Regions from separate parts of the Mus musculus genome. Here all the other regions are linked to region 2. A link is a contact called in public Hi-C, HiCAR-type, HiChIP or PLAC-seq and promoter capture Hi-C data. All regions are on one chromosome and are shown on one strand. Each heading gives the region's core, a stretch centred on a gene start, on an enhancer-like site or on the middle of the called end of the contact. The rest is flanking DNA. Distances are from core to core; before and after follow the strand shown. Region 1 holds the start of Fam117a (family with sequence similarity 117, member A). Region 2 holds the start of 4833417C18Rik (RIKEN cDNA 4833417C18 gene). Region 3 holds the start of Kat7 (K(lysine) acetyltransferase 7). Region 4 holds the start of Cbx1 (chromobox 1). Region 5 holds the start of Copz2 (coatomer protein complex, subunit zeta 2). Region 6 holds the start of Ppp1r9b (protein phosphatase 1, regulatory subunit 9B). Region 7 overlaps Skap1 (src family associated phosphoprotein 1).

Evidence for each region. Promoter capture Hi-C pulls out the DNA fragments that hold promoters and counts their contacts. A called contact is a pair of places that touch in the nucleus more often than the background predicts. HiCAR-type assays count read pairs that join an accessible place to other places. HiChIP or PLAC-seq counts read pairs in DNA pulled down with a chosen protein or histone mark.
Region 1: a promoter capture Hi-C map of pre-B cells shows a contact between it and region 2, with 2.5 times the contacts expected there. The contact joins the promoter of Fam117a here to the promoter of 4833417C18Rik in region 2. A contact is called at or near these places in 1 of 39 promoter capture datasets (pre-B cells), 1 of 484 Hi-C or Micro-C datasets (embryonic stem cells) and 2 of 9 other capture datasets (adipose tissue and liver).
Region 3: a Hi-C map of forebrain shows a contact between it and region 2, with 5 times the contacts expected there. The contact joins the promoter of Kat7 here to the promoter of 4833417C18Rik in region 2. A contact is called at or near these places in 2 of 484 Hi-C or Micro-C datasets (forebrain and uterus), 2 of 115 datasets of contacts at active chromatin or transcription factors (embryonic stem cells and pancreatic cancer cells) and 3 of 9 other capture datasets (adipose tissue, liver and pancreatic islet).
Region 4: a HiCAR-type map of astrocytes shows a contact between it and region 2, with 4 times the contacts expected there. The contact joins the promoter of Cbx1 here to the promoter of 4833417C18Rik in region 2. A contact is called at or near these places in 1 of 39 promoter capture datasets (hippocampal neurons) and 4 of 115 datasets of contacts at active chromatin or transcription factors (astrocytes, bone marrow-derived macrophages, embryonic hindbrain and 1 more).
Region 5: a contact with region 2 is called in an H3K4me3 HiChIP or PLAC-seq map of forebrain, with 5 times the contacts expected there. The contact joins the promoter of Copz2 here to the promoter of 4833417C18Rik in region 2. A contact is called at or near these places in 5 of 39 promoter capture datasets (cranial neural crest, hippocampal neurons, liver and 1 more) and 5 of 115 datasets of contacts at active chromatin or transcription factors (the NIH/3T3 cell line, embryonic forebrain, forebrain and 2 more).
Region 6: a contact with region 2 is called in an H3K4me3 HiChIP or PLAC-seq map of bone marrow-derived macrophages, with 5 times the contacts expected there. The contact joins the promoter of Ppp1r9b here to the promoter of 4833417C18Rik in region 2. A contact is called at or near these places in 3 of 39 promoter capture datasets (liver and pre-B cells) and 2 of 115 datasets of contacts at active chromatin or transcription factors (bone marrow-derived dendritic cells and bone marrow-derived macrophages).
Region 7: a promoter capture Hi-C map of hippocampal neurons shows a contact between it and region 2, with 4 times the contacts expected there. The contact joins the enhancer-like site here to the promoter of 4833417C18Rik in region 2. A contact is called at or near these places in 3 of 39 promoter capture datasets (hippocampal neurons and liver) and 2 of 115 datasets of contacts at active chromatin or transcription factors (astrocytes and embryonic forebrain).

Annotation. Positions count from the first base shown.
Region 1 is chr11:95,335,665-95,339,533 of GRCm38.p6, reverse strand. Fam117a (family with sequence similarity 117, member A) reads right to left here and starts at 2,516. Exons shown (of 8, transcript NM_172543.4): 1 at 2,273-2,516. The coding sequence starts at 2,468.
Region 2 is chr11:95,856,407-95,860,320 of GRCm38.p6, reverse strand. It overlaps 4833417C18Rik (RIKEN cDNA 4833417C18 gene), which reads right to left and starts at 1,504. Exons shown (of 2, transcript NR_045187.1): 1 at 1,239-1,504; 2 at 1-327. It overlaps Gm38959 (a long non-coding RNA gene), which reads left to right and starts at 1,870. Exons shown (of 3, transcript XR_880173.3): 1 at 1,870-2,616. n-TQttg6 (a tRNA gene) reads left to right here and starts at 1,078; the gene lies at 1,078-1,149.
Region 3 is chr11:95,308,109-95,311,660 of GRCm38.p6, reverse strand. Kat7 (K(lysine) acetyltransferase 7) reads left to right here and starts at 1,415. Exons shown (of 15, transcript NM_001195003.1): 1 at 1,415-1,626. The coding sequence starts at 1,612. Gm11520 (predicted gene 11520) reads right to left here and starts at 1,245. Exons shown (of 3, transcript NR_155298.1): 1 at 1,208-1,245.
Region 4 is chr11:96,786,909-96,790,778 of GRCm38.p6, reverse strand. Cbx1 (chromobox 1) reads right to left here and starts at 1,644. Exons shown (of 5, transcript NM_001362560.1): 1 at 1,426-1,644.
Region 5 is chr11:96,847,323-96,851,199 of GRCm38.p6, reverse strand. Copz2 (coatomer protein complex, subunit zeta 2) reads right to left here and starts at 1,324. Exons shown (of 9, transcript NM_019877.2): 1 at 1,204-1,324; 2 at 459-527. The coding sequence starts at 1,305. It overlaps Mir152 (microRNA 152), which reads right to left and starts at 807; the gene lies at 735-807.
Region 6 is chr11:94,989,192-94,992,879 of GRCm38.p6, reverse strand. Ppp1r9b (protein phosphatase 1, regulatory subunit 9B) reads right to left here and starts at 1,668. Exons shown (of 10, transcript NM_172261.3): 1 at 1-1,668. The coding sequence starts at 1,332.
Region 7 is chr11:96,734,405-96,738,001 of GRCm38.p6, reverse strand. All of the region lies in intron 10 of Skap1 (src family associated phosphoprotein 1), which reads right to left. Among named protein-coding and RNA genes, the nearest start is that of Snx11, 41 kb to the left of the region's middle. Within about 2 kb of position 1,886, at least 24 of the 459 cell types and tissues checked have an H3K27ac peak or open chromatin away from gene starts, as enhancers often do. A contact at or near this core is called in hippocampal neurons, where this site is marked.

The sequences.
Region 1 (3,869 bases), core at 1,267-3,766, 520 kb after region 2:
GGCGCCCTTCTAAGCTTTTCATGAGCTCACTTAATTCTTATGACACAGATACTGTTGCCCACAGGAAAAGAAAGGGAGTCCAGAAGCTTCCTCAAGAGCATACACCAGCTCGCAAGTGGGAGAGCCTGTGTTTAAAACCCAAATTACAAACATCATTCTTTTCAGGGTCTGTGAGAGAAAAGAAAAAAAAAAAGTCCCTGTCACATGCCCTAATGGCCTAGGGGAAAACACTCCTGCACACTTCCCAAAGCACAGAAGGAATAGATAGAGTGAGGTCCCAAGTCAAAGCCCAGGTACGCCCCCCACCTCCCTTTAATGCTTAGCCACAAAGAAGACCAAGAGGTTCAAGCTACTATTTCAACTCTCCCCCTCCATTCCTACTGAAAACATAACAATAATCCCACCTCATAGGCAAATGTCTCTTTAATACGTCTGGGATATTAACAAGTGAAGAAACAATGGGCCAACCAAATACATAATGCAGGAACCCATTCAATCTCTCTAAGTCACCTGAAGTTACAGAGACCTCTGCTCTCCTGTTTTCATCAGTACCTTTAGAGACCCTGACCCTGCAAAAGGAGTTGGCCATGTAATGAAACCCAAGCTTGCTAGCCTATGTTCATCCCCTTTGCACAGCCCCCCCCCACACACACACACACACTGTTCTCCCTTCTAATGCTAGCTCTGTAGGGATCACAAAACAACTGCTCTTAAAATGATGGCTAAACAATTTCTAACTACTGCACGGGCAAGGCTTCTGTCAATTTCTCCCGAGAGTGATGAAGGTTCTGGTGCTTGCTGCTCTAGCTTCCCTGGGTTTCAAGGAAGCCCAAACAAAACCAACAGGTTTGTAGTCTTGTGGTTTGCTTTATAGTTGACGATAGGCACGAGTTTGTCTGGGCATTGCCTTCTTCTATACCACCAGATTCTACACATACTTTGACTACTTGGTCACCATCTTGCTACCAGATTTGATCAAGTTCTGCGTTCCAGAATGTGATACTAGCACATACAGTGAGGTCCAAATAGACTTGGCTTTCTACCTCAAAGACCCGATGAATCCCATTCCTATCTAGCAAGACTCCTGTAACAGAATACCTTCAGGAAGAGGATATGCAATGTCCAAGCTTAGTCATCTGCAGAAAGCACAAGAGACTGGTGTAGGGACTGTCACAGTAGGATGGCAGGGACCATAGCTTCTGTACATTTGGTACAAACTTAGACTTAGGAAGTGTGCAATGATCCTTTCACATCTGGTGTGAATCAAACGCAAACTTCACTTTTAACTTACTGCCAACCTCCTCATGCAAGTAGGTTCCCTTTCCGTTCCAAAGGGCCTGCAATTGTGGGTCCCATCACAGCCTTAAGTGTGAAAGCAAGGTTAAATTTGCTCCACCCTAGTTTCCCCACACCCACCACATCAAGCTGCTATTAAGAAACTGCTTCGGCGCTGTTCAGAAAGTGGGGTATTTAACACAGCATACTTGATTGTAAGCACTCCACTGCCACGTTGGCTGGGAATGCTCAGGGCAAAACACCTTCGGAGGAGGCAAGAAGTAGGATGCAAACTGCCCAACTCCTGTACATAAGCACACACGCACAGAATAACTGGAAAGAGACAGCCATGTTAAGCAAGTCAGAGATATGGGAACATTCAACTTCGGGGCTACCCCGAGAGGAATGTAGAAAATCGGTAACAGAGGTATGTTTGCACCGAAGTAAAAGCCGTTAAACTAACTTATTCCAACGGGCTGAGTTCAAATCATCTCCTGGAAGAAGCATAATGTGAAAGCGCACGTGAAGTGGTGAAGAAAGGAACTCGAGAGCCATAGAGAGAGACGCTGGGGCCAAACTCAAGCAGGAGAAGTAACACATGGCTCCACCCGGCTCTCTTCCATGCCCCTCCCCCTCACTGAGCAGGCGTCCAGCGCCCACCGGTTCTGGCTCCCAGTGAAGCCCTCGACTCCGGACGCCCACAACACTCCTTGCACGCACTCTAGCACTTCTCACACCGCCCGGGCGGACACTTCGGACCACTTTTCGGTTACGCCCCCCCAAAGCTAGCTTCCATCTGCCAGGTCCCTCCCCTCTGGTCCCCGGCCCATGCACCCGGCACCCCGTCCCGGAGTTGCACCGCAGGTTCGCAGCTGCTCGCCTTCGCTCCCTCCGCCCTCGCGAACTCTGAGCGCCCCTTTTTCTCTTCTCTCACCTCCCATCTACTTCTAGTACTCTCCAGCCCGTCGCCCCAGCACCCGCTCCGGACCCGGCTCACCTGCGCGGCCACCCCCGTCCCGGCGCTGGTGAGGCTGCTGCAGCTGGAAGGGGACCGTAGCCCTGAGTGGCTGCAGACCGACCCGGGGGGAGCCAGCGGGCGCCGGTGGAGAGCAGCCCCGCCGGAGACCCCCCGCCCCTCCGCGCCCCGGCCCCCAGGAACCTCCGCCTCGGCCGCCCGCTGCGGCCCCGGACATGGCCCACCCGGCTACCTGCCGCCTCACCCCCACGGCGAGCCCCACACTGCCCCCAACCCCCGCGGCCGCTACTTATCTGCCCTACGGGCGCGGACCGGCCCCCTCGGCCCAGAGTTCTAATTGGCCTACAGAGTCCCAGGACCTCCCCCTCAACCAATCCATGGCGGGGCTCTTCTGTTTCCGAGGATGATTGGTCCATGTGCTCAGCCATCAAGTCAAGACCCCCACCCTCCTGATTTTCTTCTTTTCTTTTTTTTTTTTTTTTTTAATGTCCTTAAGGCTGCCGATTGGACCTTCCAGTAGAGGGCTGGTTCTTCAGCACTGCCAATGAGAAGGTTCAAAGGGGAGGATCGTCACACCCAGTCCCAGGTAGTATGCAAATATATGCCATGTGATGTCAGGCTGTGCAGGGGGCGGGGCTGGATGTGGACTGGAATCAAACACTACTGAAATCTTTAAAGGTGGTAGTGTCAAACTCTAAGCAGTTTCAATGGGACTGAGAATGCCTAACTTCAAAAGCCATTACATTTAGTTTAACTAAAAAACATTAGTTTTCAATTCTCATGAGATTTCACTGCAGCTGACAAACTCCAAACTGAGATTCGATAAATTTATAGAAGGTTTGCCTATCATTTGCATGAGCTTTGCATTAAATTCGTACATTTAATGGCTACCTCGCCTCACATGACACTCATTTGTCTTCTACGTTTCCAAGTCCCTTCCTGAAGCTGGTCCAATCTCAATAAAAACAGCTGTTAGTCTGTAAATTAACTTGAGCCTTTAAAAGGGAGCTGGGAATTTCCCTTCAGAACCATCCATTGTAAGTGTACCTAGCAAAACAAAGTAAATGATAAATCTGATCAAGTTTGATAGTGACTCCACTAGGAAATCTTTGTCTTTCCAGCTCAGTTGCTCTCTGACCTACAAGTCAAAGACCAGATGGTCCCCAAAGAGAATACTGGCAAGCTGTGAAAATTATATGCTATGTATATGTGAACACATTTTCGGAAAAAAGAAAAAGCAGTATTTAAGATACTATTAAAACAATGCATCTCAAAAAAAAAAAATCCATTACTCTTGCTACTTTGTTCTATATATGGAAAAGAAACAGAGCCAATTAACGCTGGACTGTCTGTGAGAAGGGACCATCCAAGTAATTGGATAATTCCCTCTAGATTTATATTTAGTTATGAATTCTAATTTTGACCTTGCTACCGATTTGTCTTTCTATTTCAGTCTCTACCGAGTTTAGTATTTTTTTTAAAGGTATTCCCTTGAAGCCACACTTACTAATCAGAGGAAAGGGAGTAAACTGGGTGTGCGTGCTGCGAGAGTACCTTGGGATCCAATACTGAAAGCAGATAACGCTCAGAGTGGGAATGCAACAGTTGGCTGAATATT
Region 2 (3,914 bases), core at 255-2,754:
ATCAGTCTCAGGTCACAGGCCATTACCCACATCTGCTCCCAGCCTTCTGGGCAGAAGACACGTCATACATCTCTCTCACTAAACAGACATTCCTGTGTAGTTAACATTCCTGGTGTCCCTAGTGCTTATCTGAGCCTCGCACACAGGTTATTTCTTAAACTCTTGTAGAGGACTTATACAATAGCCATCATTATGGGGCCAAGCCTCACTATATTATAATAAACAATACATAGTCCAGAGCATCCTTGAAGCAGCCTCGAGGCACAGATGGATGTCCACTAGGGTAATGCTCCGAAGGTGAACTGCTGAGTCAAAGTGTTGACTGACCTGCAGAAACACATTTAGGGAAAATGAAAGACTAGACAGTGCAGAAGTGGGGATTTTGTTGTTGTTTTGCGGGATATGTGTGTGTGTGCGCGTGGTGTGTTGAATGGTGGGTGTCTGTTGTTAAAATTCTGACTGGGTTTTTCTAAGGATCGGCACACTAGAAGTTTCGGTAGTCCGGCCTTTTGAAGCGCGGGGGGAAGTGCTGAATTGGAAGCGCCAATCTCCCTACAGATAATTTGCATAGCGCGGAGCAGGGGCTGCGGCATCCACGTGCGGCGCACTCTCCAGCATCCCCGTCTGTACCCCAGGTTTCGTCCGGGGTTTGAACGGCTGTGCCACCACGTGCCAGTCCGCGTCCTTCCCCGCTGGGCCAAAGCGTCCTAGCCACAGCCCTCCTGATATAAACGCAGAAAACAAGTAGAAAGCCCAGGCTGCGTGCGCCGAACCTCCTGCCCGGAGTCCGGGACCGGAGCCGGCTTTCTCCGGACTTGGTCCGATCGGACGACCAGCCGCCCTCGAGACTTGGGGTCAAGAGCCGGGACCCTTGGAGGATCACCGGAAGAGGTGACAGACACCTCGGGGCCCATGAACGTTTGGAATTCGTAAGGACATGAGAATCTCGGTGGTTCCGTGTCTGCCCGCCATCGCGGCCACCGGCCACGGGCCCAAGCCAAGTGTAGCGAAGCTTAGAAAAGGTTGCCCAACGTCATGTGGCTTGAGAAGGCTGCCGGGCGCCTTAAGCCGCCAGCAGGTCCCATGGTGTAATGGTTAGCACTCTGGACTTTGAATCCAGCGATCCGAGTTCAAATCTCGGTGGGACCTCACTGAACCTTTTTTTGGCCTTAGAATCCCTGTTTTGGGGCCTGCAGGAAGTAGCAACCAACCCGAGCCTCCGCAGGGAATGCACTGACCTGTAGAATGGACGTTCAGCTTCCCTCCCTGTGTCTCAACACGATTACATTTCAGGAACAGCCTGGGCTGGGAGGCACTGCGCACGCGCGCCGAGTCGGGCGGAAAAATAAACGAGTTGATGGAAGACTGAACATAACTTTACCCAGGAGGGAAAACGAAAGAACCCGAAGGATCCCGAGGCTTTCCTGTCTGAGTACCGCTGCACACACCGCGCCTCGGAGTCCCCGCCCCCTACCCTCTGATTGGCTGCTGTGCAGAACGCGCGGTAGGATTGCTTTGTGAGCCGCGAATGAAGTGGCCGGACGGGGCCGGGGGGCGGGTAAGTGGTGCCAGGGGACCTCTGATTGGGTACAAGAGAGCGATTCCCCGAGGCTTGTGCGTTTAGGGGTCATAAACCCGTGTTTTGGTTCTGCATTGCTCACCCAGCGAGGTTGTGTTTCAATTAGACAACAGTCACTTAGTCAGGCTGGCAGGCGATCAGTACAGTTTCTCACCGTCCATGAGGTGTTTCTCCGAGAGAAGGGCAGGAATCGCTAAGGATTTCTTTAGCTGCATCGCGCCGCGGGTGGAAAATATGTACAGGGAGTATTGTATCTTCTTTGGATTAAGATCTGGGATTTGTGTTCGTCCCTGTGGGATAAATGACGAGGGAGCCTGCTGACGCATTATGGTCTCCCTACAGAGTGATTGGCACGGTGGCTATAGGTTCTCACCCTTGGGAGGATGCCATGGAAACCAAAAGGAGCCTCTCCCGACTCTCCGATTAATTCTCTAAGCATGCCTCTTGCAGACACAACCCACGCACTCTTTAAAACATCTGAATGGATCAGTTTGAATGAACCATCGCAACCTCAAAAAGATCAAGACGTGAGAGGAGGCACACTTGCGCTACCAGAAAATAAAGATGCTTGTTAACTGTACATTAAAGAAATTAAGATAATGTCTGGATGGATAAACATACCGATGGAACAGAATAGGGAAGCAAGATGCAGCCTCACCTTTATGCATAGTTTATAATAACAAAGGTGTCACAAATTTAAATAATAATAAAAGGTAGCACAACAGAGTTAGGGGAAAGGACCTACTTGACATCCTGCTGTGTGCTTGCTTATAGGGAAAGAATATGAAATCGGATTCTTGTTAACACTAAACACAGCAGAAAGTCCCAAGAGAATTGTTGACCTGAAAGTGACAGAAGCGGTGAGCTTGGCTGACGACATAGGGGAATGCCTACACCTCAGTTTAAACAAAGCCCGAATAAAACGCACAGACGAGGACTGTGCTACTCCAAGTACCATCAGAAGAGTGAAAATATCTGGGCCTGTTGCTCAATGGTGAACTGCAAGGCACTCAGGGCCTGGCATACTAAGAGAAAAGGTAAGCCACAGACTAGGGATATGCATGTGTAATGCATAAATAGCAAATAAATCTAAATAAATTCTCAAAGCCTGTAAGAAAACTGCCTGCCGAAAAATAGCAAAACCTGTGCTAGGGGCATAGCTCAGCAGGTAAAGAGCTTGCATGCAACCATGCTGGACCTGAGCTCCATCCACAGAACTCATGTCAGAGCTGGGCATGCTGGGGATTGTAGTCCTAATGCTGGGGAAGTGAAGGCAGAAGGGTCATTGGCCAGCCAATGAGAGAACCTGTCTTTAGAAAGAAAGAAAACACCTCACATTGACCCTGGCTTCCACATTCATACCAACATATGCACGCCTTTAATCCCAGCACTTGGAAGGCAGAGGCAGGCGGATTTCTGAGTTCGAGGCCAGCTTGGTCTACAGAGTGAGTTCCAAGACAGCTAGGGCTACACAGAGAAACCCTGTCTCGAAAAACCAAAAAAAAAAAAAAAAAAAAAAAAAGAGGAAAATAGCCTCAGACTTGAAAATAAGCTCACTATGTAGGATATCACTAAAGAGCTAAATCGGACAGGTCACACCCACCCGATGACAATGCTAAGTGTCTCCAAGAACATGGGATAAGGTGGGCAGGCAGGAGCATAGGTTAGCAGTAGAACACACATAGAGGTGAACACACACATGGGCCCTGGCCTGACACCTGCACATACATGGGTCCATTCACGTAGGCACAGATGTGTAAATAAGACAAAACCGACAGGTACTGCTCAGCATCATGGGACATCCCTGTATACCAATACCCGGTGTTGGAGTCGGGAAAAACCAAAACAACGCAAGCAGTCACAAAAGTCCAGCAAAGCAAGATCTTTATTGGAATTAGGCAACAAAAATCTGGCCAGTCAGGGACAGCAGCACATACTCAGACTGTCCAGGCTCAAAAAATAAGAGCCTTGGCTGTTCTTCCAGAGGACCTGGGTTTGATTCCCAGGACCTCCATGGTGCTCACAACTGTTCACAACTCCAGTTCCAGGGAACCAATGCTGTCTTCTCAGGCACTGCTTGCATACACATGGTAAACACACACACGCACACACACACACACACACACACACTCGCCAAAACACTCATACCCTTAAAAATAAGTCGCTCATTTGGTAGAGTGCTTGCTTAGCATGCAGAAAATCCCATGTTCATTCCCAGAGCATCTTTAGGAGGTGAAGGCAGGACAAAGATGTGTTCAAGGTCATCCTCAACTCTAATAGGGAGTTAAAAGCTGGCCTGGGATACAGCAGAGGCTGTCTCAAAAAATTGCAGCAC
Region 3 (3,552 bases), core at 166-2,665, 550 kb after region 2:
CTGTTTAGCATGTCAATCAGGTTTGTATTCTGTTCTTAAAGCCTCTCTCCAGGTTAGCCAGCCTCAAATGGAAATTCTGATAGGGGCCTGTGGGGGTTCAGGGGATAAAAGCACTTGCTCTTTCAGCAAGCTGGATGACCCGAGTTTGATCCCAGAGACACCACAAAGGTGGAAGTTAGGAATCTATTCCCCAAAGTTGTCCTCTGAGCACTCACCTGGTCATGAGTGCGTGCTCAGCTCACACACACACACACACACAAATCTGGAACCAGAATTCTATCTTGGTAATTACTGAGGTTGCTTTGATTCCAGCAAGTCACTCTTGGTTCACCTTGGTTCTTTCAAGTCCTCTGAGGCTAAAACTTCAAGGCCTACAAACCACTTTCCAGACTTTTCTTTTTCGAGACAGGATCTAGCCTGGAACTGGCCATGTAGACCAGGCTGGCCGTAAGCTCATGATTTGGATCTGCCTGCTTCAAAAAGCATGCACCCCCACCCCCACCCCCCCACCTGGTTCCAGACTTTTCGTATAGCTCTTTCTTCTAGTCTTAATTTCTTCTTCTTATGGCCTTTTATTATTACTTGAATACCCACTCCCTTTCTAGTGTCTTTCAAAATACTATTTCTCTCTCCACTCAGTTCTTGGCTCTTGCATTTGTGCTACAGAGGTCACACGGGCTGAATGAGGTTCAACACTTCTCCGACTTTTGGTACAGCACCCTCACATTCAAACCACGTCCTCCGCCCCTCTCCGGGCCACCCAAAGATCTCAAACCAAAGCAGAGCACTGATAAGCCGGGGGCGTTTCACAACAGAGATAAACTGGAAATTCTTTGGCGCTCCGGCATCCTGAGAATGGCTCTGCATCATCTCATAACTTACTTCTTGTTCTCTTAACGCAAGGACAAGGCATAAAGAGAACACTCTACCCCACTTCAAGACCGACAACGACCCTGTCAATCCTTTATTCAAGCCCCATTCACACCACTCCGGAACACGGAATAGCTCTTACAGCAGTTCCTTGGGCAAAATATCTCTTGCCAGTTCGGAGTTTACAGAATGAACGGAAACGTCCTTCGGCCGACTAGGAAATGAAAGAGTTAAAGATCGACAACCTGATGGATTCTGGGGTTTTCCTCCCTCCACGCCACAAATTAAAACGACGAGGAAGGAAGAGTTTGCCCAATGTAAAGATGAAAACGGTTACCTTCAACTGCCAGACTTCTGCCCCAAACAATCATGGCTACCTAATCCCACACGAATGCCGCCTACCTAACTAAAAAGGTCTAGCCGAAGGTTTCACCACTGGTGCCGTCTCCTGCCCAATTCCAAAATGGCGCTGACTGGCCTCACTAAGAGTTTCGAGCTTCCCATGATCCTCACTGGCCTAAAGGTCAGGTGACGCAAGCCTCAGCCGGAAGTTAAGGAATAGGCGCTTCCAGCCCGCGGCGCTTGCGCAGAAGGCTCTAGACGCTGAGAGGTAGGAGGCACTTGGGATCGTCCGCAGGGTTTGGGACAGCTACAGAGGCCGCCACGGAGCCCGCCGGAGCCCCCGTTCCTGCTGGTGCTGCCGCCGCCCGAATCGGAACCGTCGGGCTGCAGCCGCCGGCAATGCCGCGAAGGAAGGTGAGAAATGGCAGAGAAGGGATGGCGGGTTTCTAAGGGGAGTCGATTGAGTAACGTGACGCGGTTGGCCACGCCTCGTCGTGCTTGGGTTCCAACTTTCTGGTCCCCCGAACCTAGCCTAGCTACTCTGTCTCCTCTCGGTACCAGACAGAAAAATGTGGGCCCGACCCTGGCCTCGGCCTATGCCTGTAACTATTCCCGCCCTCTGCTTGCCCGGATCGGAGGCGTTCTTGTTAATTGGTCGCGGAAATGTCTAGAAGCGTATTGATTGGATGGTGACGCCGCCTGTTTGGGCCCAACGGTCACCTCCCCGCGTGCGTGGGCGGTGTCTCGGTCTGGCCCCGGTGCTCTCCGACTGGCTGTGGCGAATGCTCTCCCTTCTCTTTATTGGCCCAGCTTTGCAGTCTGTTCTTGTGGCGGGTGCGGCTTAGCAAGGCCTGGATTGGGGCGACCAACGCCCCGCCCTTCCGGATAGAGATGGCGATAGGTGTTGTAAAGGCGAGTTGGGAAGACCACTTTCCTTTCCTGGTGGGGGGATTACAACAAAGCCGAGGATGGGTGGTTAGAAAGCCAGCGCCCACCCCCAAGGGATAGCTCGCAGGCCTGTTGCGTCTCAGTCACCGTCTTCCACCTATTTGTTCAGTTTGACATTTCCTGGTCAGTAAATGTTTGTTGAACTGTATGACATTTGCCCCATATGTTCAGTCGTAAAATGCAAAGAGCAGTGTTACGTGCTAGTTGCTAGGAATTCGAAAAGTATGCGTGATCACTGGCTTAAAGGGTTATCGCTGTTGAGAGAAGAACACAAAGAACCATAGTTCATACAGTCTCTGCTTGAAATTGTATACACTGTAAGAAAGCCGTTAACGTGGGAAATAAGTAAAGAGCTGATTTTCAGGGTTAAGCCAGGCAGAATTGATAGGTCATGGACGGGTGTCAGGGTCTTTGGCTGAGATGACCCTAAAGTTTGCCTTTTAGTGACATTCTGTGCCTCTATTTACTTGTGGTCAGATTTTTGAATGAAATATTTGGATGGATAGACGGTTGGTATTCATATTTCTGCAGAGATCACTCTTCATGGAAGCTTTCCAAGTTAAATATTTACATTAATGTCTCTTGCAATGACCAGAGTTGACAGGTAGTATTTTTTTAAAAGATTAATTTATGTATTTTATGTATGTGAGTACACTGTAGCTGTACAGATGGTTGTGAGCCTTCATGTGGTTGTTGGGAATTGAATTTTTAGGACCTCTGCTCACTCAGGCCCAAAGATTTATTTATTATTATACATGAGTACATTGTAGCTGAGTTTAGACGCACCAGAAGAGGGCACAGGTGTTTGTGAGCCACCATGTGGTTGCTGGGATTTGAACTCAGAACCCTCGGTAGAGCAGTCAGTGCTCTTAACCTGCTGAGCCATCTCATCAGCTCGACAGGTAGTATTTATATCCAGGCATACCAAATACAAGAGACAGACCTACTGGTTTGTTGGAATGATCTAGTCTCCTTTTAGCAGTTTCCAAATGTAAAAGTGGAGAATGTAAATTCTTCCTGGATGTTATGGTACAAGCCTTTAATTCCAGCACTTGGGAGGTGGATCTCTATAGTTTGAGGTACACATGGCTGATATGCTGGGGTGTCCTGACTCAAAAAGAAGAAGAAAATGTAAGTTCTTGCTGGGTATAGTGATACACACCTGTAGTTCTGGCATCCTGGAGGCTGAGGCAGGAGGCTCATCTTGAGCTTAAGGCAAACCTGGGTTATATAATAAATTCCAGGCCAGCCTGAGCTAAATAGCAAGAACCTATCTCAAAACCAACAAAACCCAAATGTAAATATGTTGGTAACTTGGTTGATGGCCAATCTGTCCTAATCTATCCTTAGGTTATTTAGTTTTTTTATATGCCTCATGTAGTGTGATACTAA
Region 4 (3,870 bases), core at 395-2,894, 930 kb before region 2:
ATTTCTTGATTGTAGCCATACATCTACCAGAAAACCTTAGGTCTTTTGAAACTATTCCAAAAAGCTGACATGATTCTTAACACAAAACTGGAGAGGTTACCCTATGTTCTAGCATAACTCATTTTTCAAAAAACCTTTTTATGGTATTGGAACATAACTCAGTGGTAGATAACTTACATGTGTGCAAGGTCCTCAGTACCACACACCGAAATGAGTTCTATATTTCTATACTGCTTTTTAAATAAAAATATTCTCGCTGCCGGTGGGCATGCACCTGCTTTCGAGGGTCCCTGCCATTTCCCTAATTTGTAGCTCAGAGGGCAATTCTGTGAAGTCTGCTCGCTCTTTCCACCTTTACCTGGATCCTGAGAGGTAAACTGAGGCCCCCAGGCTTACGCACAAAGAACAGATCTCTTTCATTGGATGAGTCTTGCCTTACACGTGTTCTTCCACAGCCTCCCAACTCACACTGAAGACCCATTACAAGGCACAAAGTGGCCTTTTCACCCTTTCTTGACTCCCCTGGTGGCCAGGCAAGGCTTTAAACTCCTGATCGTCCTGTTTCCGCTCCCAAGGGCTACATGAATGCCATCAAGCCCAGCCCGAATTTATAAGGTACAGAGGATTGAATTCAGGCCTGTGCAGTGGGCTAGGCAAACATTCTACCAACTAAGTTACATCCCCAGGGACCCTTTATTTTCTTCCACATTTGACCAGTCACTCTAGACTTCTACCCTACCTATCCCAGCAACTCCACTTTTAGACAAGGTCAAGAAAATGCCTGACCCCCCACCCCCACCCCTAGACGGATTCAACAAATCTCTTCCCCGCTAGCACACCGTGAGCTGCCCAAATCCTCCTGTTCAAGTTTATTGGAAGTTACTTCTTCTTAACTCTGGCAAGAGAAACTTCTCTGATAGTGGCAACTGGACCCAATATCCTCAGGTTACTTTTTCTCTCTTTCCTCCAAGTGCTACGGGGGTTGCTTGCGATTGCCACCGTGTCCGCTTTCTCAGGTTACATTTCTAAACCTCGAGAGTACGAAGTCGTGGTCCCTGCCACGCACACCCAAAAGCACCTGTCCCCCTTATGGACGTCCCAAAGTTTTCTTTCTCCCGCCCAACTCTAGAGTCCCTCACTCGGGTCAAACGCTCTTGGTCCAGTTCTTGAAAAGCTAACCCTCCGCTGGCTCCGCTCATCGCGAACCACTCGGCTCCCGGGCTCTGGATTCGCTGCCCCGCCCTCTCCACACTCCCGCAACCCGCGAGCTCTGCGCGGGAAGCGGACCCGGCGGGCGCTGGGCCGGGGCGCGCCCCCCATTCCTCGGTCTCCGCTCTTCCGTTAGCGGCCCGCGCTGGTCCGCGGCCTCCCGCCGTTGCCGCGTCCCCTCCCCCCACACACCCCGCCTCCAGCCCGCCTCTTCACCTCGTAGCAGCGCCCGAGAGTCCGAGAGGAATCGGTGCCGCGCTACTCGCGCGTTGCGTCGGGCGGTCCGAGGGGAGTAGCGCGCCCAGAGGAGCAAAGAGCCGTGTGGCCACAAGTCGACCGTCCCGCTGAAGCGGCGTACCGCAGGCCCCGCTAACGGCCCTCCCCTCAGCCGAACAAAAGAGCCTCTCACTCTGCGCGGCCCGCCGCCTGCACTGCGCAGACGCGACGACCCGCCGCAGGGCACCTTGGGATTAAGAGTCGGCCAGAAACTACAGATCCCAAAGTACCGCGCGAATCCCGCGCCGCCCACCTCCACTTTCAAGGATTGTAGGGAGTTTTCGTAGTTTTGTTTTCTTTTTTGACTGGAAAGGCGAAGTCGACTGTTACTTAGAACATAACTCTACAGTCTAGGAAATTGATGGGTAGTGGTGGGGTTTGTTTGTTTAATAACAGGATACGCAGCCCAGGTGGCTTCGAACTCGTGGCCTTTCTTTTTGCTTCAAATGTCAAAGTGCTGGATTCCAGGCGCGTGCTGGTATTCCTTACTCAGTCTACAAAAGTAGGACACTGCAGGTTTGGAAACTAGCCCGTTGATGTTTGGTCCGTTTGCGTTTAAAAGAAAAATATTGTATTCGTCACCTGAGATTTATCAAATCACCTTCAATAATGTCCAGCAATCTTACCTATTATTGCCACCTGACTGGGGTTCCTACCTCTCAGTTTGAATCACTGCTCCATTCAGAAAGCAGTAGATTAACCGTCTAGGTAGACACCATCGACACTTTCTGAATTTGCTTTTTTTCTTTCCCCTTCCTTCCCTCTCTATTCTTGTTTTATTTTTGGTTGTTGGTTCTGTTGAGTGGACAGGGTCTCAAGGAAGTCTGATCTACCTGTTTTCACTTCCCAAATGCCGAGTATTACAAACACAGACCACCACATTCAAAGTTTTCCCTTTATTGCCCTTGCCGGTGGGTGACTTTCATGGGGATTTCTCCATCTCTGTGAACATCCTTTATCAAGTTAGTCTAAAGAAACGGAATTAAGCAAAAACCACGGCTGGGCTGTCATTCTTTAACACGGGTGCTACTCTGATTCAGGTAGGTTGCTGCTAATTGTTGAACTAGGAACTCCAGTAAGGACAGACGCTTCATATGACTCATTGTGTCCACGACACTCAGGATCCTTGGTGTTTGTTTCTAGCAAGGACAAGGTCATTTTGGTTGTTTGTTTGTTTGGTTGGTTGGTTGGTTTGTTTTTGTTTGTTTTTTTGAGACAGGGTTTCTCTCAAAACTCAGTTTGTAGACCAGGCTGGCCTCAAACTCAGAAATCGGCCTGCCTCTGCCTCGAGTGCTGGGATTAAAGTTGTGCGCCACCACGCCCGGCCACAAGGTCACGTTTTGACTCTCAGTATTTATTGGTAAAAATTCCTTGAATATGTGATTAAGTGAATAACTGAGATGTCCAACTGATAATAGAACTGATCAAACTTTCCAAGGCCAGATTCAAGCCTCTTAATCCTAGTACCCGGGATTGAGACAGGAGGATTGCTGGGAGTTTAAGAGCACTTTAGCACTTAGGAGGCAGAGGCAGGAGAATTTCTGAGTTCAAGACCAGCCTGTTCTACAGAGTGAGTTCCAGGAGAGCCAGGGCTACACAGAGAAACCCTGTCTCAAACAAACAAACAAACACAACAGCAAACCCAAAAAAAAAAAAAAAAAAAAAAGCGCAGTTTAGACTATGTAGCCTAGGTTACAGAGTGAGAGCTTGTCTTAAAAAAAAAAACAAACAAACAAACCAAAAATCAAAAAAACCCCGAAACAGTGACAACTTTTCTGTTCAAAAAACTAAGACAAAAGAAAAAGAGGGTTAGTTTCACAATGTTATATAAAAATTAGTCAAAAGAGACCGATTCTTCCTGAAAAAATACTTGGGTCAAGCCTCCAAAACCAGGCGACAACCCACCCGTTCTGGATGCCTTTAAGCCATGTGAGGAGAAGGCAGAGAGAAGGAAAGAGGGGAACCAGGTGCAGCAACCAAGATGGGAAAGCATTAAAAATGGGGTAGGAAGGTAACCAAAATGGCTGGGAGGAGCCTCTGGGGGAAGGGCAGCCCAGCCCCTGGTCTAACGAATTCTGGGGTAACAGGTCAGAGCTGAGGGATGCTGGGGGACCTGGTGGCCAGGCCAGCTTTGATTTGTTAAATAGGAAACTTCAGCCTTTGTCTCCTGGTTAGAGATTTAATGTGCAGCTCAGCTCCAGCTAATCTATCGAGTTCTCCATTAGAGATGAGAACTGGTATCCCAAATATAATTGCATTTCTAATGACCAAATCAAATGCTGCTATTCCCCCCACCCCCACATTAAGCTGAATTCCACTCTCCATGTAAATGCTCTGACCTTGTGCCTCCAAAGAAGCCCAGCAGCGCCCTGCAGGCTGCTAACA
Region 5 (3,877 bases), core at 75-2,574, 990 kb before region 2:
GTGAAAGAGGGAGACTAGATGGTCTCCCCAATCGCACCTGATTCTACTACATTATTATGCTAAGTCCTTCGTGTTTACCTAGCTGAAATACACATAGGCGACTTTGTCTACTCGGATTAGGAACTCAGATCCCTAGGACGCAGGCTCAACTATCCACTGATCCCTTTGGTGGAGCGTCCCACGCCAAGGATGCAGCTGGCCAGGACAAGGACAAGGAGAAGACTCGCCAGGGAACATGAGAAAGAAACCGAAGGGATCCCCACTCACGCACCCAGCCCCTCGCTGTTAGACTGATAAAGCATAGTGTGGACAAAGTGACCTCTAGAGAATCTAAGCTGGGCTGTTCTGCCACCCAAAATGCAGAGTTTCTCCTATAGGTGGAGTTAAAAGGGCTGGGTGGGGACCGCTTGTCTTGGACATATGGCACTGTCTTCGAGGTTCCAGCGGGGAGGGGTTACCTTGGCCAGCAGCCTTCGCCCGTCATTATCTAAGATGAAGACAGCCTTGATGGTGTAGAGAGAAGGTTCCTGAAAGTGACAAGGGAAAGGAACCCCTGACTCAAAGTGGACACCGAGTCAGGGCTCTATGGAGCCAGCTAATCCCCAACCCATAGCTGGTTCCAGCCCAACCCCGTGCCACATGGACCATTTCCGGTGCCCACTCCACTCCCAGACAGATGTTTCACTGCAGGTCCGAGGAGTGGGCGCTGAGTCCGCTGGGTGCAGAAGGTCCTACCGGGCCCAAGTTCTGTCATGCACTGACTGCTCCAGAGCCCGAGTCGGAGTGTATCACAGAACCTAGGCCCGGGGAACAGCGGCGACGAGCCTCCTTATGTCCAGCTGACCCCCAGTTCCAGATGCGCGCGGCCATCATTCTGGAGCAAGGGAACCCAACCAGACCACCTCGCCACTCCCACTCCTCCCTCGTCCCGCCAGAATCTCGCTTCCATCCCGGCCACCCAAGTCGGTTATAACTGCGGCGAGTTCCCCAGAACTTCAGCCCCTCCTGCGACACTCCACTCAGGCAAGGCCTCCTCGCCCGTGCGCTCCAGGACAAACTTTTTCTCCCCTTCCTGGGCCCGGGCTCCCTCTCCGGGGCTGGGCAGTGGTGGCACAAAGTTCCCAGCTTAGAAGCCCGAGGTAAATCAGTTGCCCCCGACCACCGATCCTGCTGCCCCTGGACCCCACACTCCGTGCTCCCTACCCGCTGTTCCGTGGCTCGGGTGGGCGGCGCTGCGCCCCCGGCTTGGGCGGCTGAGGCCCCCTCCCCCGGGTGCGGACGTGGCCAGGCCTCCGGCCGCTGCATTCCGCTCGCTGCCTGCACTGACAGCGCCGCCCCGCCCCGTGCCCGCCCCCCGCGACGCCGCCCCTCCGCCCAGTCCTGCGTGGCTGGCCTCTGTGTGCGTCCTCTCTCTCTGGGCGAGCTTTCTGCCCGACCCCCACGTCGTTGCAGAACCTCGTCTCCCTACTTGGATTCTTCCCTCTGGGCTCCTCTGTGCACCTCCCAGTCTTTCAGGTGAACCAGAGCCTACTCTTTTCTTCCCACTTACTGCCTCTTCTGGCCTAGGGCGCCTGTGGCTTTGGTGCACAGAGGTCTCCATGTGGCTGTTCTGGGACAGCCCAAATTTCAGTTTAGGTTCACTTTGTCCTCAGGACCTCCTAGTAGGTATCATTGGAACAAATAGTTCAAGTCACTTTTTTAAAAAAGAACTCTCTCTCTCTCTCTCTTTTTTTTTTTTTTTTGGTTTTTCGAGTCAAGGTTTCTCTATACAGCCCTGGCTGTCCTGGAACTCACTTTGTAGACCAAGCTGGCCTCGAACTCAGAAATCCGCCTCCCTCTGCCTCCCGAGTGCTGAAGAACTCTCTTTTTTTTAATTTTTGAGATTTTTTTTTTTTTTTTAATGTGAGTACACTGTCGCTGTCTTCAGACACACCAGAAGAGGGCATCAGATCCCATTATAGATAGTTGTGAGCCACCATGTGGTTGCTGGGAATAGAATTCAGGACCTCTGGAAGAGCAGCCAGGGCTCTTAACCACTGAGCCATCTCTCCAGCTCCTCAAGTCACCTTTTTGATCTCAAGACAGAGCCTGTCAGTGAGACCTCTCCACTCGGAAGAGTTCCCCGCTTCCCCTCATAGTACCTGGGGAAAAGAACCATGGGCTGAAGGACACCTCCGCCAGACATTTTTCAAGACCCAGAGGTGGATGAAGCCAGTAGGGTCACAACACACCTGAAGTCCAGCTTGAGCCTGTGGACTAACCCGGCCAGAGTATGACCACATACAGTGAGGTAGTTACTGGTGCTTGGGCAGCCAGCCATTCACAACACTGACAGATGTGTCTTATACTCGAGCCAGCGCTCTCATTGTATGTCAGAAGTCACCGTGCCTAGGGAGGTGTTTTCAGACATACCCATTGAGAGGAGTCAGACTTCGTGTGACCTTTTCAAGCTGGTTGGGCTAATTAGTTGGGTAGGAGGGTTCCACGGGTTTTCCCATTCTGCCCTTGACAGCCTCAGTGTAGAACATCACAGTCGCTCACACCAGACTTCCTTCTGCTTAAGACTTCTCTTTCCAACTTTCACCTTTTTTTGTTTTTTAACAATTACTCTTACTGATCCTTTTGTTTACGCTTTTATTTTACTTAGTAATTATTGATGAGGGGAGGGTGTGACACAGGGCTCACGTGGCGATCAGAGGACAGCTTAAAGGAGTCACTTCTCTCCATCTACCGTCTAGGTCCTGTGAGTTGGATTTACATTGTCTGGCTTGATGGCAAGTGCGTTTATCTACCGAGTGATCTTAGTGGCTTGAAAGTTTCATCTTGAATATCCTCACCAAGGGGACTGGAGAGACAGCTCCATAGTCAAGACTGTTCGCTGTTCTTGCAGGAGACCTAAGTTCAGTTCCCACACCTACCTGTAACTCCGGTTCCAGGGGGATCTGACACCCTCTTCTAGCTTCCCTGGGCATTCCACAGATGTGGTGCACATATGGAGAAGCTAGCACACACAAAAGCAAGCAAGAAAACAAACAAAAAAAAACAAACTTTGCTGGGTATGGTGGTGCATGCCTTTAATCCCAGCATTTAGGAGGCAGAAACAGGTGTACCTCTGTGAGTTTTAAGCCAACTTGGTCTACACAGCAAGTTCTAGGCTAGCTAGGGCTGCATAGGGAGAGCCTGTTTCAATAAATAATAATAATAATAATAATAATAATAATAATAATAATAATAATCTGGGTGTGGTGTGGTATAGGTATACACCTTTAGTCCCAGCACTTGGGAGGCAGAGGCAGGCAGTTCAAGGCCAGCCTGGTCTATAGATTTTCAGTGATGATATAATAATAATAATATAATAACTCATCGAAAGGCTGCTCTGCTGGTTACTCTTTCTCACTTGCTGGCTCTCACCACTGCAGTCTGTTGCCACACTTTCTTTCTGGCCTGAGTTTAATCCCCAGAATGGACATGGTAGGAGGAAGAACTAATTAGTCTTCTGACTAAAATATATAAATTATTTTAATTTTATGTGCATTGGTGTTTTGTCTGCATGTATATCAATGTGAGAGTGTCAGAAGAGTGCCACAAGAGTTACAGTCAGATGTGTGTTGGGGTTAGTCTTGTATGCTGTGTGTTCAGAAGCTGAGTTCTGCACCCCTATCCAGACTGTAACCTGATCTCAGGGCACTGTATTAACCTATGTGCTATAAAGAATGTTCCCCAATAGTCCCTGATTGGTCAATAAACGGCTGGAGCTTATGACTGGTCAGAAAGGAAAGGAAGGCGGGACTTAGGATTGAGTGAGGGTCTCCAGAGAGAACATGAGAAGGGAACAGAGAAGGGGGAGAGAGGAGGAGGTAGCCATGAGAACAGGATG
Region 6 (3,688 bases), core at 419-2,918, 870 kb after region 2:
GGCCGGGTCCTCTTCCTCTGAGAGCCCGGGAATCTCCACACACCCTGACTCCGGCTCATAGGGGGGCTCCCCGTCCTCTTCGTCTTCTTCATCGTCCTCCTCCAGGGCACTGCCCCCAGAGTCCTCCCCGAGTCCACTGTAGGCGCTCACATCCACCAAGTCCGCTTCCGAGAAGTCCTCCTTCTTGGATTCATCCACCTCCTCAGGTGCCATGTCCGGGGCCCGGCCATTGTCCACCCCCCTCTCTAGCGTCGCCACTGACGCCGCCGCCTCCTCCTCGGGGACCGCTTCGGCCTTGGGTTCCTCGGGTGCAGGGCTGGCTGTGGTGGCCGGGGTGCTGCCATTCTCCAAGGCTGCATGGACCGTCACCTCGGCCTGGATCACTTCCCCGGGAGCCGACTCGGCCTCAGACTCCCCACTTTCTTCAACCTCCACCGGCTTGATCTTGCGCACCTCCCGCGGCTTAGGCGGAGGTCGGGCAGGGGCCACCCGGTGCTGTGGGGGCTGCTGCCCTCCGGGGCCACGCTCCTTCTCGGTCGCGCCATCCCCCGACGGGGCGGGAGGCGGCGGCGGTGGCTGGAACACCCGGGACCGCTTAGTGACCAGCTTCGAGTTGACCTGGGGCGCCCCGGCTGCCCGAGGGGGGCCGGGTGCACGGTGAAGGCCGGTCCTCGAGTCGGCTTTCTCGAAGACCGCACTGAGCTGGCTGACCGTCGGCGACACGGCGTCAGCATCCAGCTTGTCCAGCGCCTCGGTGCTGCCGTTAAAGCGCACCACGACGTCCAGCTTCCGGTCCTGCAGGCCGGCGCGCTCCTGCCTCAGCAGCCGCCGCGCCACGGCCTCCTTGTCGCCACCCGAGGCCGCGGGGACGCTCCGTTCGAACAGCTTCCGCGTCTCCTGCAGCCGGGACGGCGGGTGCGGCGGAGGAGCGGGCTGCGCCGAGGGCGCGGGCTTGGAGTCGAAGCGGCTCACGCGCTCCGACACACTGGTGCCCAGCTTGAGCAGGGCACTGTGGTCTACGTTCTCGTTCAGGCTGCTGGCCCGCGGCAGGGACAGGCGCACCCCGCGATCGGACGCCCGTGGGGCCTCGGCCATGCCTGCGCCTCCGCCTGCCTCACCCGGCGGCCCCGCGGTGGTGCCCATCTGCAGGAACATACTTTTGATGCGGTGGACGTTGGAGCCATATTTCTTATGGTGGGCCGCCTTGGGTGCCTCGTCGGGCCCGGGTGCATCGGGAGGCTTTAGTGCCTGGATGCCCGCTTCGTAGGCGCTGCGGTGCGGGGAGGCGCTCCGGAGGGGACCCCCGGGCCCCCGAGGCTCCGTCTTCATCATGGTTGGGGGAGCCGGGTTCGCATCCCCCTGCTCCCCGCTGCCCCCCTCCAGCAGGCGGCTGGCCAAGTCGGGACCACCGCCCCCTCCCCCCAAAGAAAGAAATCCCGAAAGGCCTTCTATAGAGTCCCCCAGAAACCAAGCTGCCAAAAAACAGTTAACCCTGCTTTAAAAAAAAAAAATCTCCGAGCGCCCTGTGTGGGTCGCCTCCCCCAACCAAGCTGCCAAAGACAGCCAGCCCCCTTCGAAAGCTCTAGCGGCCTGGTGCGGTCGCCCCCACCCAAATTGAAGAAGCGGAGGCTGGCTGGAGCTGCTGGGACCGCGCGCCCAGCCCGCGAAGCAGCGGCCACGGCACCGGCTCACATCCTCCGAGGCGGTGTCAGCGGCGCTGGCGGCGCAGGCGCCCCCTACTCCGGCCGGGGGCCTTGGCTCTCGGGGTGCCCGGCATCCCCGCGCCCGTGGCTGCTCCGCTGACCCGGGCCGCTCCGCCGCGCCTCCCTCCCTCCCTCCCTCCCCCCCGCGCCCCGAGCCTCGGTCTTTCTCTAGCTCTGCCCGAACCGCGGCTGCCGGAGACCGAGCGGCTGCCCTTCTCGCCGCCGCCGCTGGGGGACTGGTACCACTGGGTCCTAAAGGGATCGGATTTCCGGGGCCGGAGCCTGTGAGCCCTCCCCTTCCCTTCCACCCTGTCGCCTGGTCTCTCCTACTCATAGTTGGCGGACAGCCTTCCGCAGCTTCACCGACCTTGGCTATTCTTCTTCAGCCCTCCCATCCCAAACTCGGCTTTTCACAATCCACTTAGGCGTCCCCTCATTTAACCCTGGGGGCGGGGAGCCATCCAGCCACAGCAGGAACTGGCCTTCTCCTCCCACAAAGTGAAGGGGTTCTGTGGGGAGGGCCCTTAATCATTTCTCTAAAGGTCCTTAGAGTGTTCAGGGGTACCAGCAACAAAACTTTTGGGTGCTAGATCAAAGTACATAATTTCTAGCTCCTTCCCAAAGGTGAAGGGGAATCTCAGAGGCGGAACCTGGGATTCTTCATTTTAACAATTCCCCATAGGAATTTTTTTTTTTTCATCTTTCAGAATGTAAAACTTGGGCCCAGCAATCTTTGTGGTGCTCTGTCCGGAGGAGAAATGAAGAAAGGGACAGGGTTGGGGGTTACATCACCCATATGGCAGGAGATTACCAAAGATGCTTTTTTGCCTTGGGAAGTCTTAAAATGACGTTGTTCACCTACCCCTTTGGGGAGAGGTATAGAATCCTGGCCTTCATAACCTGCCAGAAAAGATCTCTGAAACAGGAAGGTTTGTAAGGTGTTGGGGGAGGTTGGAAGGAATGATTCTAGAGTCCCAGGGCTAAAGTTTCCCTATTGAGAGTTCTACGTTGGGTCTCAGACTTAGAGGATTCTGGTCACTTGTGTGCAAGCGTGTTTGTGTGTGTGTGTACCCTACAAATCCCACCTTGAAAACTCAGCTTCTTTAGAGCTCCTTCATTCCTCACATACACAACAAGGGGCCTTGTTATGCCCGTTATCCTTCCCCAATCTAGCAGTGAGGATCCGTCCAATATTCAGTCAGGTCTAGATGTGTAGCTCCTCCAGTCGTTGGTAGATTCCCAGGAACTGAACAGGGTGGACACTAGGACCCAGAAAACAACTCAGGCACAAAGCCTCCCCCCTCTCCCCAGCTGCTTCCTGCATCTCAGGCCTTCCTGCGGCCTCTGCCTCCTCCCCCGCCCTCTTCCCCTCCATCCTCTTCCTCCTCTTCCCGTTTTCTCACTCTCTCCGGTTGGCCTGGCCCAGCTCATAGAGGGAACCCTCTACCCTTCCGTTCTCCGTGTGTGGGTTTTGTGGGACACTAACCCATGGCACGTGCGAAAGAGCTCTGTGCATGGGGGGGATGGGACGTGGGGAAACCGCCTGGGAACCCTGAAGATTGGGATGGGGAGGAGCCAAGAACCACTGGACTGGCTCCCTAGAGTAGTGTGCCAGGAGAGGGAAGATTTTTTGGCTCTCATCTGGAGCCGGAGATGAACCCAAATCTCAGGCTTTCGGATGCCCCCTGCATTTTTGCACAGTGGGCAGGAGACTTACCCCTCCCCAGTTCTGCGTTTGGGGATCTGTGCAGGGTAAAGAAGCCATCCAGGTTCCGTCTCCCCTCCTGACCCATCTTTCATGAACAAGCTTTAGGACATGTTCTCAAATTCAAGTCTGGGGCTTGAGCCCTTCACCCTAACCCGGCTACGGCAGTCAGTGGCTTGTTTTTTGAGAAAGGGCCTGCAGTATCCTGTGCTGGCTTCGAACTAAATACTTAGTCAAGGATGACCTTGAACTTTTCTGATCCAACTGCCGCCACCTCCTG
Region 7 (3,597 bases), core at 637-3,136, 880 kb before region 2:
GCATTGATCAGTTTCATCACACTGTTTGGGCAGTCTGTGCCCCAGGCCTATATTTCCCCACTTACGACTCCCAAATTACCTCCCAAATAACCTTAGCCCATCCCCCCACCCCCACTCAGTCAAGCTGGGGGTACGACGCCTGAGGAAGTCCTAAATGGACACTAGATGTCACCAAACACCTCCTTTCCCTCAGAGCCCTGAAATTAAAAATAAATAAATAAATAAATAAATCCTTCCTTTAAAGCAATCGAAGGGATTAACTTAGGGGTTTTTATGAGCGGTGTTGTCACATTCAACTAAACACACCTAAAAGAGGAAATATCATTGCACGTTCTCTTTCTCTCTCAAATAATATACAGATTTTTTTTTTTTTAAAGAAAGGAAGGAAGGAACAGCCCAAGGGAAGAGAACGGTCTATATTCTTAAGTAGTCCTTTAAGGAGGTAAGGGGGAAGAAACCCCTGGGTTTTTTAAGTCCCCTTACAACAGGCATTATGTTAACACAGCCCAGGTATGCCCGGCCAGGCCTGCTACATTTAGGCAGCGGGAGCCAGAGACAGCTGTTCCATCCCAGGTAACAGAATCTATCCTAGTTCATAGAAAGTCCATCTACCCACATGAAGAGCCTCATGATACACTGTTTCCACCAGCTAAGATGTCAGCCCAAAGACGGGCACTGCAGAGCCCTGAAAAGACCTTCCTGTCCTGGCTAAGCCATCACGTATCAACCCTAAGGAATGCCCAACTTGTTGCTCCAATGCTGATTCCCAAAGAAATAAGGCCTTAGAGCCTTATCAGTGAAGGACACAACCCAAGCTTCAGAGATGCATCCTTCTGGCTCAGTTTACCTCCACAGGAGGCAAGGGGTATGTGGCTCTTCTAGTTTCCAGTTAACTGTGTTTTTCCTTTCGGTTTTTGAGACAGTCTCAATATATGTCCCTGGCCGGCTCAGAACTTGCTATGTACACCAGGCTGCTTTGGACTCAACAGAGAGATCTACCTGCTTCTGCCTCAGTCTGCAGGGATTAAAGGTGTGAGCCTCTACACCCTACAAAGTTTCTCCTTTTTATTTGCTGGGCCGCTCATGTTACTGCCATAAATCAGTTCTAGAACTGATCTGTTTCCCATTGGCCATTCAGTGATGTGGTATCTCAGACAGCAGAAGCACCTATGCTATTTAGAAGGAATGTTTTCTAAGGGAAAACCTTGCTGGCTGGAAGTCAGGCCACTTCCCTGACAGGAAACTTGTGACTTCTCTAATCCAAACAGAGGCATCTTACTTATCCTTTAAGAGGCCGGAGAGTGGATTCCAGAGGGCCCTTGCAGCCCTCACATACAAGGAGCTAAGCCAGGACACCATGTCCTCGCCCCGAGAGTGATTCAGCACCTGCCCTGTCATGCATGGTGCTCAGACAGAATGGATTTTTGGAGTACACCTGTTGTTGAACCCCTGCCAGGTACTGATGGTCACTAACCCCCAAATCACTTTCCCCCCTGCTGTTGATGCTTGGAATGTCGGACAGGACCGAGCGGCAGCCGGTGTGTATTTCAAACACAGCAGATGGATTTTTATATTAGCTCCTATTTCATGTTCAGGCAGAGCGACCGCCACACTAAAACCACACAGCCTCAGTGCCGCCGAGTTTGCTTCTGTGAGATTAATTCTGTGAAATTAATTGGGACAAGATTGAAAAGGAAATTAAAATGCAGCCGAGTGAACAGGCCTCTCAAACACCTTTTCTCTTCTCTGTTCAAACTCGAATTCTGCGGTGGTCGCCGGCATCGTGGGAAGTAATTTACGAGGGGCAGGCTCTCAGGAGTGATCCGTTACGTATGAGGAGACCTGCACCAGCGCCACAATCTGGAGCCACTGAAAAGCGCTAAACCGCCCTGCTGTGTCTGGCGCTGTGTCCTGGCTCCTCCAGGGGGAGGAAGAGAGGCTCTTACCAGCAAAAGCCGCTCAGAAATCTCTGGGCCCAAAAGGAGTGCAGGAACATCCGCTGGATGTTCACATCCGCTTCGTTATTAAAATCTTTCTCTAATATATTTTAAGATCCAAATTAGAAGTCAGCGAGTTAAGTGGGCATGAAGCGGCATGGGGCCTCGGAATGTTTGGATGTGCTGAGGGGCGGTCCGCGGGAGGGCTCTCTGCTGCTGTGTCCTTGTTACTGCTCCTGAGATGGGTACTTGGCTCAGGCCTCTTCTGGAAGAGAGCTTTGGAGACTTTCTGGTGTCAGTGATGATATTTCTAAACCACAAAGACACAGTGGATTTCCACATAGGCCTCTTCACTGGGTAGTGAGTGTTCTTACCTACGTGAGAGAACTTTATTTTGTGTCTCAACCGATGGAGCTTCTGAGAAGTTCTTGGTGTATGACCATTTTTCTCATTACATATATATATATATATATATATATATATATATATATATCCAAAAGGAATTAAATTTGTTTATATGTGTGTGCGTGCGTGTGAGTGCCACAGCTTGTGCATGCGCATGTGCCAACAGGCAAGCATGTGTCGCTCAGGGGACAACTTCTGGGAGTTGATTCTTTCTTCCTGTCATGTGGGTCCCAGGGATGGAACTCAAGGGGCAGGCGTGGTGGCAGGCATCTTCAACCACAGAGCCATCTTGCTGGCCCTCATTTTGCTCTACTGTATCAATGATTTAATGAAATCATAAGGAAATGCCCAACACAAAGGGTCCTTTTGGTGTAGTGTTAGTGGATGGGAAGGAAGAATATAGGAGTTGTCATTACTTAAGGGGTAAATATGCCTTAACATACATTCTCTGACCACAACCCTATGAATGGAAACTATCCTACTTTTTACAGATAAGGACATTAAAGCCTAGAATGTTTAAGTGACTTTTTTCTTTTTTGTTTTTTTTTTTTTTCGAGACAGGGTTTCTCTGTATAGCCCTGGCTGTCCTGGAACTCACTCTGTAGACCAGGCTGGCCTCGAACTCAGAAATTCACCTGCCTCTGCCTCCCAAGTGCTGGCATTAAAGGTGTGTGCCACCATGCCCGGCTTTTTTTTTTTTTTCAAGGTTACACAAATAACCTACCTGAGTATAGGACAAGTGGTAGGCTGTTTGGATAACTATGAAGTACATTTCTTTATCTATCTATCTATCTATCTATCTATCTATCTATCTATCTATCATGTACTATATTTATGTATGTATGTATATATATATATATATATATATATATAATGTATCGTGTATGTGTGTGTGTGTGTGTGTGTGTGTATTACAGGGCTGGAGATCTGGGTCAATGGTTAAGAGCACTGCCTACCATTCCAGAGGATCCGGTTTCAATTTCCAGCACCCATATGGTGACCCATTAACCATCTGTAACTCCAGTCTCAGAGGGTCCAAAGCCCTCTTCTGGCCTCTGAGGGCACAGACATATGTACAGACAAAATACCAATACATGTTAAATAAAACAAGCAAGCAAGCAAGCAAGCAAACATCCCCCGATCCCAGCAGGGCCATCAAGGACAGTCCAGGGTTAAAAGCTGGCATCTTCCCCCTTTCTAAATGCTCATCTTACTTCCCTGCCTTGAGTCTCCTTCTTCCAGGCTCTCTCCTTGC